2 separate regions of the Mus musculus genome follow, and region 2 is linked to region 1. A link is a contact called in public ChIA-PET data. All regions are on one chromosome and are shown on one strand. The core of a region is the stretch at or near the end of the contact, and the rest is flanking DNA. Distances in the headings are between cores, read along the strand shown. Region 1 overlaps Axin1 (axin 1). Region 2 overlaps Ergic1 (endoplasmic reticulum-golgi intermediate compartment (ERGIC) 1).

Region 1 (3,417 bases), core at 835-3,334:
GTGGGCTCCTGTCGTTGCATTTGGGAGGGGACTGAGACTCTATGGGATTAGTGGTTCTGAGCCTAGAAGACAGTGTTCATTACTCCTGCATGTGCACCTTATATTTGCTGTTTGCTGTTCTCAGGGTTAGATGTAGGCTGGTGTTGAGGGCAGGAATGTAGCTGAGGGTAGTCTCTTACCAAAGTCAAGTGTAGATCTGGGTTCAGCTAGGAATGATGAGCTTCAGGGACAGTTCTGGAGACAATGCCTGCAAGTAGTATGGTCAAGTCTACTTGCCTGCTCCCTGTTTGGCTTCAAGGATGACTTCTGCACATTGTAAGACATGGTCCTCACCACTGCTGTCTGAGCTCCAGAGACCTCATAAAGAGCCAACGACTAGTGGATAAACTCATCCCATTTGAATTGCATCTCTAGGACTTAGGTGGCCAAAGACACTGGACTCGGGTGGGGTGATCCTAAGAGTTAGACAGGCCTTCTCCTCTAGCCCTAAGCCATCTGTTCAGCCCAGGATGTCCCACTTGGCTTAAGACAGATTTGTTCCTATGTAACAGGGCAGGGAGCTGGGACAGTAGAGACAAGCCCTAGGAGAGGATACATTTGCTGGTTCTTAGCTTATGCTCATTTTGGGCAGCAAGGTAGGCAGAGTTTAGGCCAAGGCTACCAGCATAAGAGCTCAAGGCCTCTGATTCTCAGAAGTATTCCATCATCAGTCATAACAAATTAAAGCCAGTAGAGCCCTTGCTTCTACCTATGGGTATTAGGTTGCTTTCTCAGGAGACTGAGGCAATCAAGTGATCACTCATTACAGGAGAGGAGGGGAGGGGAGGGGAGGGAGAGAGGGAGAGAATGAGAGTGAGAGAACAAATGAACCAAAACAAACAGCAGCAACAAAAACCAGTGCTTCATGCTGGACCTGGTGTAGTACATACCTCTTAGGAGGCTGAGACAGAAGAATAATGAGTTTAAGGCTAATTTGGGCTGTATATTGAAGCCTTATCTCTAAACAAAAAAACAAAACAAAACAAGGATCTGGAGAGATGGCTCAGCTATTAAAAAGAGTATTGGCTACTCTTCTGGAGGACCCTGCTTCAACTCACAACTATCTGTAACTCCAGTCCTAGGGAATCAATAACCCTTTCTGACTTATACAGACAACAGACATGCATGTGCTTACACGAAGGCAAAGCACCCATATGCATAAATAATTTTAAAACTGTGTGTGTATAATGTATACATATATATGTGTACACACACACACACACACACACACACCTCTTCCCCTGGCACTTAGCCACATCCCAGTCCTACTTGCCCATTAAAGGATATGCTGAAAAGGTTGGTTGTAAGCTCTGCTTTTTCTTTTTTCCCTTTCCTTTCCTTTCCTTTCCTTTCCTTCCCTTCCCTTTCCCTTTCCCTTTCCCTTTCCCTTTCTCTTTTTTCCCTTTTCCCTTTTCCCTTTTCCCTTTTCCCTTTTCCCTTTTCCTTTCCCTTTCCCCCTTTCCCCCTTTCCCCCTTTCCCTCTTTCTCTCTTTCTCTCTTTCTTTCTTTCTTTCTTTCTTTCTTTCTTTCTTTCTTTCTTTCTTTCTTTCTTTCTTAGAACTGGGTGGTAACTGTATATACCTTTAATCTTAGCTCTTGGGAGGCAGGGGCAGATGGATCTATAAGTTTGAGGAAACAGAAATTTTGCCTCAAAAAACAAGAGAGAGGGAGAGAGAGAGACAGAGACAAAGACACCCTGACTGACAGACTGACTCTGTTAGGGTTTTATTGATGTGAAGAGACACCATGACCATGGTAACTCTTATAAAGGAAAATATTTAATTGGGGCTGGCTTGCAGTTTCAGAGGTTTAAATCTGTTATATCATCATGTCGAGAAGATGATGGTAGTATGCAGGCAGGCATGGTATTTGAGCAGGAACTGAGAGTTCTACATCTTCATCCTCAGGCAGTAAGGAGGAAATTGTGGGTTTCATACTGAGCTGAGCTTGAGCTTTTAAGACCTCAAAACCCTGCCTTCACAGTGGCACACTTCCTCTAACAAGGTCACATCTCATAAGGCCACTCCCTATGGCTAAGCGTTCAAACACATAACTATGGAGGCCATTCCTGTTCAAACCAATATACACATACTCACCCACTCCACACACACATGGGGAGAGGGGGGAGGGAAGATACTGAGACTGACTCTTTGTAGTTCTGCCTGCCCTGGAACTCACTATGTAGATAGACTAGGCTGGCCTTGAGCTCACAAAGATCCTCCTATCTCTCTCTCTCTCTCTCTCCTAAGTGCTGTGACTAAAGTATGTGCCTCGGTGCCCATTCAGACCTGGCTTTTTATGTGTGATGAACTCAGGTCCTCATGCTTGCACAGTAGTTGTTTTATAGTTGAACTATCTCCCTAGCCCTAAGATCAGTATTTTCATTGACCCATATTAGAAGTTATCCTAGGAAACCTGAAGAGCATTAGTCACCAAGTAGCTTCTAGCTGGGAGAGACAAGTGAATCAGGTATTGAGATGCCATAGCTGTGTCAAATGTGGGTTTGGTTCCCAGCACTAATATCAGGAAGTTCATAACTCCTTGTAACTTCAGTTTTAGGAGCTACAGTATCTTCTTCTTGGTTCCGTAGGCACGAGGTATACACATGGTGCAAATGCATAGTGTCCACTCTGGGTTGGCCATCGGTAACCAGAGTACCTCTCACAATAGCCTGAATACCAGCTAATACTGGTGTTACAAGGACTGGGAAAGAAACACTGAGTGCTCAGGATACTGTGCCAGGGCATGTTGCTGAGGCAAGGTGGGCAGAGGCCGAGTGAATGGAATGCTGGAGCATAACTGAAGCTCAGGCTAAAAACATCCAAGAACTACAGAGTTTGACTTGGTATGAAGTGTGAGATGTAGATCAAAGTTCATTCTTTGGGTCTGTGCATGTCTAGGTATCATAGCACCATTTATTGAAAAGACTGCCTTTTCTCTATCAGTTTGCTTTTGTACTTTTGTCAAGAGTAAGTTGGGCATGTTTGCATGGATTCCACTAAGCTTTTATTTTGAGGACTTGGAAAAGTGCAGAGGGCTGACTGTAGAAGTGCAGCGGGCTGACTATAGTGATATACACCTATAACACATACTCCTGCCACTTCTGCATACTTGTAGGTGGGTTAGTGTACATGGATGGTCAAAGGGAGGCCTATTCCCTTAGAAACAATTTGGATATTCCTTCTCTTACACTGAGGGTACAGTACAGAGTGCCTGACAGTCAAGTACAGTCTATGGCTTACTGCTTAGTGTGCCCTAACCCTAGGATCTAAGATCCAAACAGACGAACCTCTCAAATAGCTTCATTTTTGGTATTTCCTAATTTACTAACTTGAGGTGCGGTGAGTAGTGCTATTGAAAGCCATCAGTGTATAGCCG
Region 2 (3,212 bases), core at 349-2,848, 400 kb after region 1:
GACGCAGCCAAGACTAACGTGCCTGTGTGACGTTAGAGCTGGCTTTCTCAGCAGCCTCATATTCTGGAAGACGTGTTATCACTTTATTTTCTTGGGGGGCGGATCCCACAGAAACCCCGAGGTTGGATGTTATCTACTCAGTTGTATTTATGGTTTGTTGCTATGGAAGCTGGGGGTGGAGGCAGTGGTAGTCCAATGGTGAAGCTTGAGTGACTATTTCCTGTCACTGTGGACATCTTTGGGTAGGAAGTTACCATTGAGCACTGCTAAGGAGCCGCAGGGCAGGAGACAGGACTTCCCGGGTGGGCTTGCAGAGTGCCTTCCAGAGGCCGAAGTAGCCAGGTGTGGGGAGCTGTTCACTGGTCACTAGGACCTACTGTGTGCCAGGTGTTCTGGGATCTGAGGCGCAGACAAACCCCTGTCCCTGACTCCTTGGACTTGATTTTAGTTCTGACATTTTATTTCTTGGTTTTTTTTGTTTTGTTTTTTTTGTTTTTTTGTTTTTGTTTTGTTTTTTTGTTTTTGTTTTTGTTTTTAAAAACTCAGTGAACTTTCAATTTTGAACTAACTTTAGGTTTCCAAGAAGTTGTAGATAAGGCAGAGCTGACCGCTGTTCCCACTGTGCACGCTGCCCATTGCCACATGGGTCATCCCAGCTCAGGAAGTGACAATGGCATAGGGTCAGTGTCCCATGCAGGCCTCCACGTGCCTTCATGCTGCAACTCCAGTCCCCACTGGCCAGGGCCATTGCACAATCCTTGACTTTCATGACCTTGGCTGTCTTAAGAGCTCTCCAGGGGCCATGCAACATATTTCCCCCCTGAGGCCTGCTGACCTTTCTTACCAGTAGACTGGGTTGTGGGGCTGGGGAAGCAACCAGAGTGAGCAGGCCTTTCTGGGCCACCCTCTCAGGACACCAGAACCGCATGGCATGCATTCTGATCTCTACCTGTCCTGTCTTTCTTACCTAGCTGCTAATAAACATTCTGTTGGGAAGTGACACCCCAGGGCCAGGCCACCTTGGGTGAGTCACATGGCAGTGGCCCCACAACAGTGGGCCGCTGGATTACTTTGTAGCTGTGCAGCTATGAGGGCACAGGTGAGGGGGTTGGGAGGCACAGGCTCAGTCAGGATCTAACTTCCATTCATCGCAGGTCTGCAGGCTGGGACGTACTACCAGGGCTGAGAGTGGGGAAGAGCCAGTAACAAAGGGTATAGGAACTAAGTCCTGAGAAACCTGGGACCCAGGAGTGGTGACTCTGGGCATGTGATCTTAGCCCTTGGAAGGCTGAGTCAGGAGGAGTACTCCTGGTCTGAGGTCAGCATGGCCTATAGAGTAAGGCCCTGGCTTAGAACAAAACCATCTGTAACCGTGTCTTATTTAGCACTGGAAAGTGTTCTAAGGAGCATGAGACGGCAGCTCTTACAGAAAACATCACCTCGAGGCATCACCCAGCTTCCTTCACGTGACTCTCTGGAAGCAAATTATCTCTGTCATATCTTAATTCATAGCCACGGCAAAGAACAGCTATGACCTTGTATAGCAAAGCCCTGTACACGGTACGCCGTGTGTGTCTTCATGTGGTCTTTCTCAGGGGTGCTCACCACATTGTCTGCTTTCTGTTTTCTGACTCATCCTTCTCACCCAGCCCTGACCGTGGTAACCGCTCTCCTTTGAGCGTAGTGGGTTCTCCTTCCCTTCACATCTGCAGTTTGTTTTACTTCACCTAGTTTGTCTTTCATCTAGGTCCTTTCTGGCACAAGGCGGGATCTCTCTCTCTCTCTCTCTCTCTCTCTCTCTCTCTCTTGAAGGCTGAATAATATTCCACTGTGTCTGGGAGCTGCATTTTCTGTGTCCCTCCATCAGTGGTGGCTGTTCCACATTGTGGCTTTAGTGACTGGTGCTGTAATCAAGGGTGCACCTTTTGGGATTTCATTTCCTTTGGGTATGCAGAGAAGAGAGATTACTGGGTTGTTCTACTTTTGATTCCTTGTTTATCATAATGGCTATGCTAGTCTACACCCCTGACCCAGCTGTGTGCAAGCATTCTCCTAACTCTCCCCCACCCACACTTGTTGCGTTTTGGATCCAGTGGCCGCCATGCTAATGGCTGTGTGGTGGTATCACAGACCATTTTAGTTTGCATCTCCTTGACAGTTAGTTGATGTCAACCACCTTTTCGGTGTGTTCTTGGCCGTCTTGCTCATTTTTGAAAAAGTGTCTCAAATGCCCACCCATCTGCCTGCTTGTCTGCTCATTAAATCTTGGGTATTAAATCCTTTAATCAGATACACAGCTTGCAAATGTTTCTCCCTGATTATCAGCCGCCTTTTTCATTTGTCTCCTTTGCTGTGTAGATACAGAGTTCGCTGTAGTCTTAGCTATGTGTTTATTATCTGTGACACATTATTACTCATTTGTTACTCTTGTAGCCTAATCTGGCTGCTCTTCAATAAGCCATATTCTGCCAGGTGCTGTGGTGCACACCTTCAATTCTGGCACCCAAGTGTCAGAGGCAGGAGGACTTTTATGAATTTGAGGCCAGCCTGGTCTACAGAGTGAGTTCCAGGACAGCCAGGGCTACACAGAGAAACCGTGTCTCAAGCCTCCCTCATCCCCTGCCCCCCCGACGTCACCCCCTAAAAGTCATATTCCAAACTAGTGATTTCTTCCAGGAAATCTTGTGGTTTCTGGCTCTACATTTAGGTCTTACGGTTTGTTTTTCTTTAATCCACATCAGGATGATTTTCACATGTGGAATAGGACAGGCATACGATGGTCTCACCCTTTTACATGTAAAGGGGCAGGCTTCCGGGCACCGTTTACTGAAGGGATTATCTTCAACCCTTGTGTTCTCTTGATGCCCTTGCCAGGATGAGCCGACCATGTGTGATCTGCCCCCCAGGGCCTGTGCGTTGGTTTTTATGTTGGAATCATTCTGAGCTCATTACTATGGCTTTGTAGTATAATTTTATATCATGGAGTAGGAAGTCTCCATCCCTGCTCTAGCTGTTTGGAGTCTTTTGTGGCTGCAAACAAGTCTTAGACTTTCTTCTGATTTCTGTGCAGTCTCGGGGTTAGAGGTGCCTTGGCTGCCTTTTTCTTCCTTTCTCTTTCTTTTCTTGCCTGACACGTCTGCTGATCCTGAGTGGAGGTGTGGAGAGCAGCACCCAGCCTGCTGCCAGATTCCATCAGCTGTGGAGTTTTCATA

The links. ChIA-PET counts read pairs in DNA pulled down with a chosen protein or histone mark.
Region 2: an RNA polymerase II ChIA-PET map of memory CD8 T cells shows a contact between it and region 1, with 8 read pairs. The contact joins two enhancer-like sites.

Annotation. Positions count from the first base shown.
Region 1 is chr17:26,166,192-26,169,608 of GRCm38.p6, forward strand. All of the region lies in intron 2 of Axin1 (axin 1), which reads left to right. Among named protein-coding and RNA genes, the nearest start is that of Gm46600, 29 kb to the left of the region's middle. Within about 2 kb of position 2,085, at least 95 of the 459 cell types and tissues checked have an H3K27ac peak or open chromatin away from gene starts, as enhancers often do. A contact at or near this core is called in memory CD8 T cells, where this site is marked.
Region 2 is chr17:26,570,858-26,574,069 of GRCm38.p6, forward strand. All of the region lies in intron 1 of Ergic1 (endoplasmic reticulum-golgi intermediate compartment (ERGIC) 1), which reads left to right. Among named protein-coding and RNA genes, the nearest start is that of 1700049J03Rik, 6.4 kb to the left of the region's middle. Within about 2 kb of position 1,599, at least 48 of the 459 cell types and tissues checked have an H3K27ac peak or open chromatin away from gene starts, as enhancers often do. A contact at or near this core is called in memory CD8 T cells, where this site is marked.